Regions from separate parts of the Mus musculus genome. Here all the other regions are linked to region 1. The links are chromatin contacts, called in public promoter capture Hi-C maps. All regions are on one chromosome and are shown on one strand. Each heading gives the region's core, a stretch centred on a gene start, on an enhancer-like site or on the middle of the called end of the contact. The rest is flanking DNA. Distances are from core to core; before and after follow the strand shown. Region 1 holds the start of Map7d3 (MAP7 domain containing 3). Region 2 holds the start of Smim10l2a (small integral membrane protein 10 like 2A). Region 3 holds the start of Ints6l (integrator complex subunit 6 like).

Region 1 (3,956 bases), core at 409-2,908:
AGGGGTAAGCTTGAATGTGCCCCTGCAATTGCTGCCATAGAGATCTTACCATTGCAGAAAAGAAAAAAGAATTTGCTTTTAAGTCTTAGGGAGCTAACAGCTCAGATAAACTATGACCTAGTTAAAGACCTAGTCTCACTCCCTGTTTTACTACTGGTATTTTTGTGGCACACATTACTTCCGAATGGTATAATAGCATGCATTCTTTTGAATCGGTTCTCAAAGAATACATAGTTTTTAAATGTTTCCCTACTAGATAAACAGTTGATACCAGGAGAACAAATAGCTACTGAAAGGCTGGTGGGAAACTGCTGAAATCTTTGTGTCCAGCAGCCATTGTTAGGGGAGAGCACCCTTCCCAGCCCGACTGCACCATTCGAAATAGTAACAAAATATCAGGCTGCCTAATACCGCACACCTCCAAGCTGTGGAAGTGGCTCAAGACTTCTGAGTCTGGGATTCTGGCTGCTAGACTAACTTTAAAGTTTCTCCTGCTCTAAAACGCTGTTAATCTGGCTCTCAGTCTTAGTAGCTTTCCTTGCATTTATAGGTCCCAATCTTTGAGTAACGTGCTCTAAACTGAGAAACCATTTGTGAATTTAAACAAACGAGGGAAAAGCAACAAGTTAAGTCACACAGTTTTTAAAGCTCATCTGGCTGAATGGTTTTAATTTAAAACAGTTGTGTAGAAAATATAAAATGTGATTTGTTAAGATAAGAATAGTTCTTTAGTATTAGCATATTAAAATGCATAGAAAACCCACTAAATGAATATATGTACATCTAATTACAATGTAAAACTCCTTAAAGATTTTTATAGCAATCAAAATCATCTTATTCACAGGCATATCTGGGGAAAGTAGTCTTGTCCTTCTCGCACAATTTCCTGAATTAAATAGGTGCTGCCAAAATTGTTAAGATTAATACACCCCACCAACCTTTTCGTCTCCCCAGACAGAAAAAGTTTTGATTATAGGACCTGTTGAGAAAGTATTGCTAGGTGAGGATTCTCATTCAGCTCAGCCTAGGGATAAAGTCACGTGCCGTAGCAAAGTGAAATCTTTTCCCAACATTCTAAGCCCTAAGCGTCAGTTCTCCCCCCGCCCCCCGCGCGCCTGGATCTGAACCTGGAAAACGCCAACACCTTGGGATTCAGGGAAAACCCAAACTTTCCGATCCTGGCAGGGCCACCCTGAAGTGTGGATGTGCCCAGCACGGGCCAGCGCCCACCCATCCCTGAGCTTTCCCGCAGTTGCTGCGGTGTCACTGGTCCCCGACGCAGACAGGGCTAGAGTTAGGGTTTGGTAGCTCCCGCCCGCCCAGCAATGGTCTTTGGAATGTTGACAGCACTGCCCGATGGTTTCCCCTTCATGTCCTGGTTCTCTGATCTCTCTTGCCCCAGCCCTAAGGTGTTGAGAGAGATGAGGGGGATCATAGACCATGAGGGACCGAGGGGACTCTCCACGGAAAAGTTACTGAGCCACGCTACTTCTCTGGATCCTGGGGCTACATCAACCCCACTGCCTATGAGTGTCCCTGTCCCCCTGGGACTATGATCCATCTCACTCACCCAAGCGTTCGTGTAGCCCCCGGAAAGATGTGCTGCTACTGGTAGCAGCAAAAGTGGGGTCCGCCATCTTCAGAGAGTAGTTGAGAACCACTGGAGGTGGTTCTTGGGCGGCAAGGCGCAGGCGCCGCCTCTTCTTTGGCCTCTGCCGGGGCTGGGACCCCGGGGGGCGGGGCAGGGCGGGGCTCGGGTAGTCCCCGCACTTCCCATGAACCTTCAATATAGGTAGCATTAGCTCTCACATGCTTGTGGCTAAGCTGGCTGGAAAGCTATTAACTTTGTCTGAGGAAAGCCTTTCTTATATTGGCGGTTCTATTGTGATGCGTTCTGGGCTCCAGCCAATCAGCTGCCCACTTGGCCATTGACCGTTCTTTTCCTTTTATCGCCTCTACTTGATGAATGCTGCAACATTCCATAGTTCCCCATCCATAAGTTAACACCCATTTGCCAAGCATCTTCCTGTACTATGAGCGTTTATTACCTTTGAAGTATTACATGAAAAGCCCAGTTTGGGGGTAAAGGATGTGAGGGGTGAATAGATGATGTGTCACCTCTTTTTTTCGTGTATATGTTAACACATGGTTATGGGCAGGCAGTTATGGTTGAGGAAGGCCCAGGAGCCTCTTTATAGGATAAGCACTTGAATGAATTCTCTGAGTCTTCAAGTGATATTGGAACTGTAAACCGAAGAAGCTGATAGTGGTTACCCATCTTTTCCCTGTACCATGACACTTACCACTTACAGTAATACACAAACTTATTAGTCCCCTACTACCCTAGGAAGTATGTACCACTACTGTCCCAACTTACAGGCAAGGAAAGTAAAAATTAAAACCCTTTGTCTAGAGTCACCACAGTAAGTGACAGTATTGAAATATAGTCCCCAAGCTTCTCATTAGGGTACGCATGTACTTCATCTTAGATGAGGAAATTTCATTAGGTGAAGAAAGAGAAACGGGACCTGGAGTGATGGCTCATTGGATAAGAGTAAATCAAGCCCTCCAAGAGGACCTGAGTTTGATCCCCAGCACCCAAGTCAGATGGCTTACAACTGCACTCCAGGGTAACCCAGTGCCCACTTGCACTCAATCGCACCGCCCCCATACATACAATTTAAAAATAAAGATGAGGTGCTGGAGAGATAGCTCAGTGGTTAAGAGCACTGACTGCTCTTCCGAAGGTCCTGAGTTCAAATCCCAGCAACCATGTGGTGGCTCATAATCATCTGTAACGAAATCTGATGTTTTCTTCTGGGGTGTCTGAAGACAGCTACAGTGTACTTACATATAATAAATAAATAAATAAATCTTAAAAATAAAGATGAATCTTTTGAGAATAGAAAATAAATGTTATAACTTACAGTGCACAAACATGTGAAAGTACATCAAATGACCTTTAAATGTGGTCAAAAGGCATAAACAGGCCTCTTCGAAGGAAAGAAAATACAAATGGTCACTAAATGTTTACAACAACTGTTCAAAATGAAAGTTATCACAAAACAAGCTACCTCTCTAGATCTGGCACAAATGTAAGGACAGTAATTGAGGCGGACAAAATTAATTAGAGCCTCAAAGTCCTGCTTCTCAGCAAGTACAGTACAACATTTTGCACTAGCTCTGTGAGAGTAGCCATGATTATTCCTATAGCACACCTATGCTTAGGGCATTAGTACAGCACACACATGCACAAACATCACAGCCAGACAATCTGGCAAAACACATAAACATCTCTGTTGTTTCTTTTTTTTTTTTAAAGGTCAAGCCCAAATCTAGAAATGAAGGAACATTTAGACAAATATAGGCTTGCTTTAAAATGCCAGCATTATGAAGGACTGAACAATTAGAGGGTTACTTTAGATCACAAGAGGCTAAACAGAGCAAGTACAGGCTATAAACATTGCTGAAGACATGGATTTAAGAATAGCTTTCAGGCTGCACAGTGGTGGCACACGCCTTTAATCCCAGCACTTAGGAGGCAGATACAGGCTGAGCTCTTTGAGTTTGAGGCCAGCCTGGTCTACAGAGTGAGTTCCAGGACAGCCAGGTATACACAGAGAAACCCTGTCTCAAATAGTAGTAGTAGTAGTAGTAATAGTAATAGTAGTAGTGGTATTAATAATAAAGCTTTCAAGGGCTCAAAGCCTGGAGATACAACTTTGTGGTAGGGTTCTTGCCTAAAGTTCCTGAAGGCTCAGTTCCCAGCATTGAATACAAAAGGGCACTCAGAATGGAAACAATTGGGAAAATTTAACTATGAACTGCACAGTAAATAGCAGTGTAACAAGGTCAAATTTCTTAGTTGTGAAAATAATATTGTACCCATATAGAAAAGTGCCCTCTTTCTTCTTTCTTTCTTTCTTTCTTTCTTTCTTTCTTTCTTTCTTTCTTTC
Region 2 (3,956 bases), core at 433-2,932, 450 kb before region 1:
ACACAATTTCCAGCAATGCCTTTTTGTACTCACAGACAAAATTGATTGTTGATTCTAAAATTATATGGATATGCACAGCCTCAAGCATAACTAAAGATGTGCTATAAACTAAAAATGAGGATGGAGGGGTCACTCTACTCCATATCAATATCTTTGATTTACACTCCTTATATCTAGTTGTTATATCTATTGTATATCTATTGTAAGTTGAAGACATCCTAAGACACAAATGCACTTACTCTGCCTAACCTACTGAACGTAAGCATCGCGCTGCAATGTGGAACCTTGGCTGTTTTGCCCTCACTTTTGCAGAGATGACCGAACAGTTCCCTGCATCTCTGGAGATGACCTGGCTTTGGATTGGATTCGGTGGACCCTGTTGATAGAAAGATCAGATGTTAACATGAAAGAGCGACCAGCAAATCCAACAGAAAAGCAACAAAATGCATGCGCCATTGAGTTGATGGCACTGTGTGGGACATTTTAGTACACTAAGAGTACACATTGAGCCACCCATAGCGCTGGCCACATATGTGGCAGAGGATGGCCTTGTTGGACATTAGTTGGAGAGGCCCTTGGGCCTGAGGGGGTTCCATGCCCCAGTGTAAGGGAATGCCAGGGCGGGAGGATCCTCACAGAGGCAGGGGGAGAGGGGATGGGATAGGGGGTTTCTGAAGGAAAGACCTGGAAAGGGGAAAACATTTGAAATGTAAATAAAGAAAATCCAATCCAAACAAAAAAAAAAAAGAAAAGAAAAGAAAAGAAATTGAAGGAATGTCTTAGGTAATGACTCAATCTGGCTATTTTTTTAAATGGTTATTCAAAAAGAAGAGAGTTACAGCAGACTAAGAAGACAGGAAAGAGAACTAGAAATCTGGATTACAGACAGTGTGATACAATTAGGTATGAGGACTAAGTTCTAGGTTCCTAGAGGACAAATCAGTGGCTATAGATTATAACAACCTATTGTGTTTTTAAATAGAACTAGAAGAGAGAAGGCTCCAAACACAGAGAAATAATAAGGTGAGAGGTTAATTACTATGATTTGATCTTTATGCATTGTATACATGGATTTAATTGTCACACTGTATAACTATGTAAAATTACGCCAACAAAAAGGACCGTAAGAAAATAAACATACATAAATAATTGAGATGTTAAGGAAAGAGAAAGGGGTAGAGAGAGAGAGAGAATAAAGAAAGGTGCAATGAGTCCTTTGACCTGGCTTCCTGGGGAGACAGTGGAGGGTGTTAGCGTGCATAGGAGAGAATTTCTGGGTATAGTTTCCTATCGAAATATCAATAGTTCCCAAGAGCTAGCCCTTAACTCCCCCACACCCTTGCTTAGCCGATTTCCCCAGTGAATCCTAGGAACACACCTTCTAGGCCACTCAGTCTTTGTACACACTAGGAAGAAAGAATACGATGAACAGGTGGGACAAACACTTGGAAGGTTTGGGACTTCGTGGAGAGAGGGTTCCTATCCATGGGATTGTGTCAATCCGGTGAAGCAAGTCTGGCCCTAGCCCTACAGCCATTGTGCAGCAGCTGGACCCTGTATGAGTTAATGATACCTGCGGAACTAGCAGAAGGACTTCTGCCTCCAGCCTGCATTGAGGGGGCGGAGCTGAGCAGCGGCAGGTCTGGAGAGAGGGCGGAGAGCTACAAAGGCGGCGGTGCTGGGGGTGGAGCATTGAAGGCTGCACGGACCCGGAGCCCTTGGGCGGGGTTGCGGACAGAGTGGGGTGGCGTGGCGCAGCGCATTGAGCTGGCTCTGCAGCAGGTGAGCGGTGAGCCAGGCCAATGGCGGTGACTGCGGCCCTCTCTGCTGCTGCTGCGGCGGCGGCCCTGTCTGGCCTGGCAGTGCGACTGTCGCGTTGGGCGGCGACACGCAGCTCCTACGGTGCGTTCTGCAAGGGGCTCACGCGCACGCTACTCACCTTCTTCGACCTAGCCTGGCGCCTGCGCGTGAACTTCCCCTACTTCTACATGGTGGCCTCAGTGATGCTCAACGTCCGCCTGCAGGTGCGGATCGAGTGAGCAAACGCCCTCCGCCACGGAGGAGAGGGCCATCCGCGCCTTCCGCGCCATCCTGGCGGCCGCAGGAAGGACAGCGGGGCGCACAGTGCCTCCAGACTGCGGCGGGGGGCGCAGGCGGCACGGCCCGGGCCCCTCCATTTTAGGTCTCTGCGAAGGGCCTGAGGAACCACATCCCATACCGCAAAAACCTTCACAGCCCAGTCCTTTTCCTCTGCATCCAGAGAATCACCAGAGTCTGGCAAACCTGTTGCCTCCCCATTGGCCAAAAGCGGGAGAGCCCAAAAGAGAGCATGCTACTACCACAGGACTTGATTTACCAGGCTCTGTGCCTAAAGGTAGGCGACCACAGGTTGGAATGGTGGGGGGGGGGGGTATGTGGCCACTGCATGTAAATACCCAGACTGGTTTATGGAAAGAGAGAATGCAGCGGGGCACACCGGCTGCCTGGTAGAGTGATTCATGATGGGGCGAGGGGCATCTTGGAGAGTCAGCTCATCACCAGCACACTGTCAGAGAACCCCCCGCCCCCGCCCCCACTTTCCAGGCATCCAACCCCTTTTTATGCAGAGGACTCCTGAGATGTCACCTGAACCCTAAATGGGAGAGGACTGGGCCAGTGAGGTCTCAGGAAGGCCCTAGACAGTAAAGATTATCCATCCATCTCTACCTAAGTCAGGTGAGCAGATAAAATGAACAGATCTTTTTGAGCCAATCCGAAGGCTGTCTCCTTCTTGGCAGGGAGGCCCAAGGATACTCTCTGCAGCTGTGCACAGCCCTTCCCAAATTGCCTGGAGCACTGTTGGGGATGGGGCAGGGGACTGGACTCAGCCACTTATTCCCCTAACCCGGTCTGAGGACCTTACTGAGGCTCTGCATCTGCAGACAGGGAAGAACAGGAAATACTTGGCTCTAGCCATCTCTTCCCCCACAAGCTGCTTCTCCCACCCTTTCCAGGCTGCCCAGGCTCCCTGAAGGACCTGCAGTGACACACTGGAGACCCAGAAGCCCATCTACCAGCCATGAGTGGCATGTCTGCTGTGTGCCACAGGGTGTGGAGAAGTGGGAAGGACTCTGGAAGCAGGCAGCTGCTCTCCGAATAGGGTAGAGAAGGGGAATGCACAGGAGGCCAACTCTGAAGTCTCTCTTTCTTTTTCAGGCATTGGTCTTCTGGGTGATGGCTCAGCCCTTCACTGAACATTTCAACTCGAATCCTAGAGGTGCCATTGATTCTGTAGCAGCACGGCTAGCAGCTGAGTGAAGAGCCTGCCTAGAAGGAGAAGAAGAAGAAGAAGAAGAAGGAGAAGAAGGGCCTTTCTGGTGAGCCCAGAGGGGTGAGGTGGCTCAGGTCACCTGGTCCCTCCACAGAAAAGGGTGGACACTTGGACACTGATATCTCCTGGCAACACTGTGAGGGAGATGTGTTCTCCCACCTCATGAACTCCATGGGGCTCAAGGAAGTGCCTGGGGTTTGCCCTTGTTACACAGAGAAGAGAGCTCAGCCTGCCCTGGACCGGCATTCCTCCACCCTTTCTGCAGTTTCTTCATGACCTGGCAGGACATTGGGGTTGGGAGGGAGTGGAGAGCTAGCAAGGGACCTAGGGAGAAAGAGGGGGCGTGAGATAGACGAGCTAGGCATCTGCATTTCCTTGGGGTGGTCTGGAAGACAGGTGAACAGTTGATTTCATAAACAGAGGGGAAGACTCAAGAATTTTCTAAAATGTGTAGTCCCCTACCAGAACCAACCCCCCCCCCCAACTTGACTGGTGCTTGACCGAGGGCTCCTGAGCACTTGTGTGCTAGGAGACTGCAGTGAGGATGGCATTGTGGTTTATAGGGTCATGATGTCACTGGAAGGTTGAGGAGATGTGGGCTGAGACCCATGCTAAGGCCCTGTTTCTCTGTTCCCAGGCTTGCAGG
Region 3 (3,956 bases), core at 1,333-3,832, 370 kb before region 1:
AACTCAGGTCCGCTGCAAGAGCAGCGGAAATTCTCACCACTGAGTCATCTCTCCAGACCCTAAAGAAGATTTTTAAAAGTCATCTTAAAATATCATTTGTGAGCTAGTGACCATTATGAATAAATAAAGAACGTGATAACAGAACATAAAGTCCTCCTGGGCACTTCTGTTCAAACAAAAGATAATAAACCAGCCCAATGCAGTTATTTGGCTAGATAAGAGTGTCATAACAACAACAACAACGGACTTTAGTGAAAATTATAAATTAGGCAAAACTGGTTTCTAGGTAATGCTCCTCCCCCATAAGCCCCTAAAGTTGTACAGGATTCTCATTTGGGCCCTAGGGTTCTGTACCCGTGCTGTATAATCCCTCTCCCTTAAGTATGGTTGGGACCTCTGACTTGCTTCTAGTCAATAGAATATTACAAAGGTAATGGATGTCACTGTCGTGATTATGTTACATTATCTAAGGCTCTGTATCAGCAGATTGGAGAGAGAGCTTTCCCTGCTGGCCCTAAAGAAACAGCTGCATCGTGAACAGGTGATGGAGAGGCTTGTGTGGCAGAGGACATTAGCAGCAAGCAGATCTGTGGGTGGCTCTCAGCCTTTTCACATACAGTCACAATGAGATAAATTCTGCCAGCAGCCTTCCTGAGCTTTACCGAGCTGATTCTTTCCCAGTTGAGCTCCCAGATGAAAAATGTGGCCTAGCCATTTCCCTGACCACAGCTTTGTGAGATGGAGCAGGGAATCCAGCTAATCAGAGCAGGAGATAACATTTAAGTACGTGCTAAGCTGCTGAATTTGTGATAATTTGCTACAAAGCAATACAAAAAACTACCACACAGGTACCCATTGGTCATAAACTTTTATTTAGTCCATGCATATACGATCTTTCTTCAGTAATATTTAATGATTTATTTTTATTTTTAATTATATGCATTTGTGTGTCTATCTGTGGGTTTGTGCACATGTTCATAGTACCCACAGAGGCCAGAAGGCATTGGATCCCCTGGACCTGGATTTCCAGGAAGTTTGACGCCTTCTAAGTGAGTGCTAGGAACCAAACTCAGTGTCTTCTGCAAGAGCAGTGAGTACTCCTATCCAAAGACCAATGCTCCTAGCCCCTTCACCACTAATATTTAAGACAGAAATGGGGAAGTTTGATGTCTTTCCATCTTTAATTCCCAAGTCATTCTATATATTTCAGTAAGCTGGTCTTCATCACACATAGAGTGGTCTCTGGCGGACTCTTGTTCACACCATTCCTCCTAAGCCAGATTCCCTCTTTTACACCTTGTTCTTTGCCCATGAAATCTTCTGAACTTCTAGACCACAGGCAAGTGCTGCCTCGCTGTTTTTACTTGCATCACCATTTTTGGTCTTATTTCTGAGAAAACATAATATATATCAATCATGTAGAACATATACACAGGATATCTACAAACAATATAGAAAACATTTGCAGATATATATGTGATCTTCACATTGTATTAAAATTGTATACTCATTGAAGCTCAAGAGTCTAACTTGTGTACAGCACATTGCTAGAAATACTCTGTATCATTATCATCATTATCGCCATCATCAGTGTTGTAGGAGACTCAAACTCAGCGCCTCACAGGAGCTGGGCAAACATCGTACTCCTATGCTGCAACACTACCTCATACTCTATATTAAAAATAATGTCACAGTAGTTGGCATAGCACACGCTTGTAGGATATGCTGAGGAGTTCAGGACCAGCCTGAGATACAAGTTTAAAAATTGAGTCATATGCAGTGGAAAGCCAAGTATAGTTGACCAGTTACCAAGTACTTACATGGAGCCAGCATTGGCAACTTCCCTCTACTGAAAATTAAATTTCAGTACCATCGACCCTACATATTTCAATGATTGAACGCCTACTTCAGGTGCCTAGCACTTTTGTGGACGTTCAATGAACCTGAGTTGAAGCAGGATATCAGCCATGGATAAAGGCCGCACAGTCCCCACAGGAGTTTAAGTATCACAGGCTGGTCAATGTTTCAAAGCCTGAGAGAGCCTGTCCTTACAAAAGGACAGCTTAGGGTAACGTTTCCGCGGCAGCTTCCTTTTTAAGTAGCTGAACCAACCAAGAAAACGACATGTAAACACTGATCAGGAAGAGGGACTAATCTAAGGGAATTTGAGCAAGTCTGGCTAGGAAAGAAGTTTGCTGCTACTGAAATGTTTTGGTCTTAGCCACTGGCAGGATTGATTGATTGTAGTTATGTTTTGTGTGAAGCCTGCCTAAACATCTGTTTCTATGCAACTGTTGCCCAATTCTCCTTTCCTTTCGAATTACCATCTTTGAAGCACGAAAGAAAATCCATCCAAACGACCAAACAAATTACCCTAAAGGCTTCTAAATCCTTTAAAGGAGAATCTGAGCTTGAAGAAGGTCCTTTACTCCCCCGCCCCTTACCTCCAGCATGGGTTCCAAACTACAACCCTCAAGCTTGGCCCAAGTCCCTCCCTTTACCCAGTCATCTAATGAATATGTAAATTAAACATAATTGGCAGCCAATGGCGTGTGTTCTAGTCACATGGTGCTGATGGTAGGTGAGCAGACAGAAGTTGTGTCAGTGAACAGAGAGGGCTCTCAGTCTGGGGCGAGCGCTCTAGTGAGCGTGGACGGATGCTTAGGCAGTAGTCCTGGCAGCGGCAGCGGCGGCGGGCAGTAGTGGTGGCAGAAGAGGGGAAGAGAGACGGCCCGGAGACCGACACACTCACACTTTCAAGTTCCCTTGGAGGGAGAGGAGTTGGGGCTGCAGAAAGAGGCCAGGAGCGGTCCCATCTATCCCATCCCGTTTCCCACTTTTCCTCTTGCTCCCTGGCTCTGCGAGAGTTCAGGATTTGGGTAGCCATACGTGGCATTGAGGGAAAAGGGACTGGGAGAGTGGGGACCAGAACCAGGGGTGTAGTGGAAGATGCCCATCCTGCTGTTCCTCATAGATACGTCCGCCTCCATGAACCAGCGCACTGACCTGGGCACCTCCTATTTGGACATTGCTAAAGGCGCTGTGGAGTTATTCTTGAAGGTAAAAGGAGGGGAAAGGAGATGAAGGGGTCGCTTCTGTGGGATGGGTGGGTTGGACTGAGGTGCTTCTGTAACGTTTGTATCGCTTCCCCTCGTTTCCTACGCGACCCCCCCGTCATCCCTCGCCCCGCAGCTGCGCGCCCGGGACCCAGCCAGCCGCGGAGACAGGTACATGCTGGTCACCTACGATGAGCCTCCCTACTGCATCAAGGTAAACAGGCCAGCGGGGGAGCGGTGGGCGGGAAGAGCGTGCGCGTCCACTAGCCTGGGGCTGCTGATCCCTTTTGCCTCCACCCGTGGCGATCCTGCGTCGCCCTGCGGGACGGGCTGCAGTGAGGAGCGCCGAAGGGCAGGAGGAGCAGGGCGGGTGGCGGCGGTCGGGGGTCGCAGAGAGGGGCCCGGAGATGAGCAGCCGGTGTAGAGAAGGCACTGGAGGGCCGAGTTCCTAGCACGGCTGCAGCAATCGCCTCCGAAGATGGCGGACATTTTGCTTTTGTATGAGGCAGCCAGAGGCAGGGTGAGGGCGCTGCTGAGATGGAAAGGAGGGAGGGGAGGAGGCCGAGGAAGGAGGGCTCGAGGCCCATGGTGAGGCTGCGGCCCCTTCGCCTGGGACTCCGCCCCGATGTTCTCTTAGCCCCGCGCGGGCTTTGCTGCCGCCCGAGCTCCTCCTCTGGTCCCTCCTTCCATCCCTCGGCCCGCCCCGCCTGGGCTTCCTCTCCCTCCTCCCGCTCCGGTCCGTTTCTCCTTCACCGCATCTTCCCCTCCTCTTCCTGCCAAATGCCGGGCTGCACTAGCGCTGGCCTCCCAGAGCAGCTCCTTTGCATTCGAGGCTCTGGCCCCCGCCCCTCCTGTGCCACCACTAGCTCGGAACTGCTTAGCCTATGCAGCTCCCAGACC

The links. Promoter capture Hi-C pulls out the DNA fragments that hold promoters and counts their contacts.
Region 2: a promoter capture Hi-C map of second pharyngeal arch cranial neural crest shows a contact between it and region 1. The contact joins the promoter of Smim10l2a here to the promoter of Map7d3 in region 1. A contact is called at or near these places in 4 of 39 promoter capture datasets (the C10 cell line, cranial neural crest, frontonasal cranial neural crest and 1 more).
Region 3: a promoter capture Hi-C map of pre-B cells shows a contact between it and region 1. The contact joins the promoter of Ints6l here to the promoter of Map7d3 in region 1. A contact is called at or near these places in 5 of 39 promoter capture datasets (the C10 cell line, cranial neural crest, frontonasal cranial neural crest and 1 more).

Annotation. Positions count from the first base shown.
Region 1 is chrX:56,820,667-56,824,622 of GRCm38.p6, forward strand. It overlaps Map7d3 (MAP7 domain containing 3), which reads right to left and starts at 1,659. Exons shown (of 16, transcript NM_177293.3): 1 at 1,571-1,659. The coding sequence starts at 1,637.
Region 2 is chrX:56,372,835-56,376,790 of GRCm38.p6, forward strand. Smim10l2a (small integral membrane protein 10 like 2A) reads left to right here and starts at 1,683. Exons shown (of 2, transcript NM_183030.2): 1 at 1,683-2,374; 2 at 3,196-3,956. The coding sequence starts at 1,803. The coding sequence ends at 2,039.
Region 3 is chrX:56,452,257-56,456,212 of GRCm38.p6, forward strand. It overlaps Ints6l (integrator complex subunit 6 like), which reads left to right and starts at 2,583. Exons shown (of 17, transcript NM_172779.4): 1 at 2,583-3,060; 2 at 3,193-3,270. The coding sequence starts at 2,950.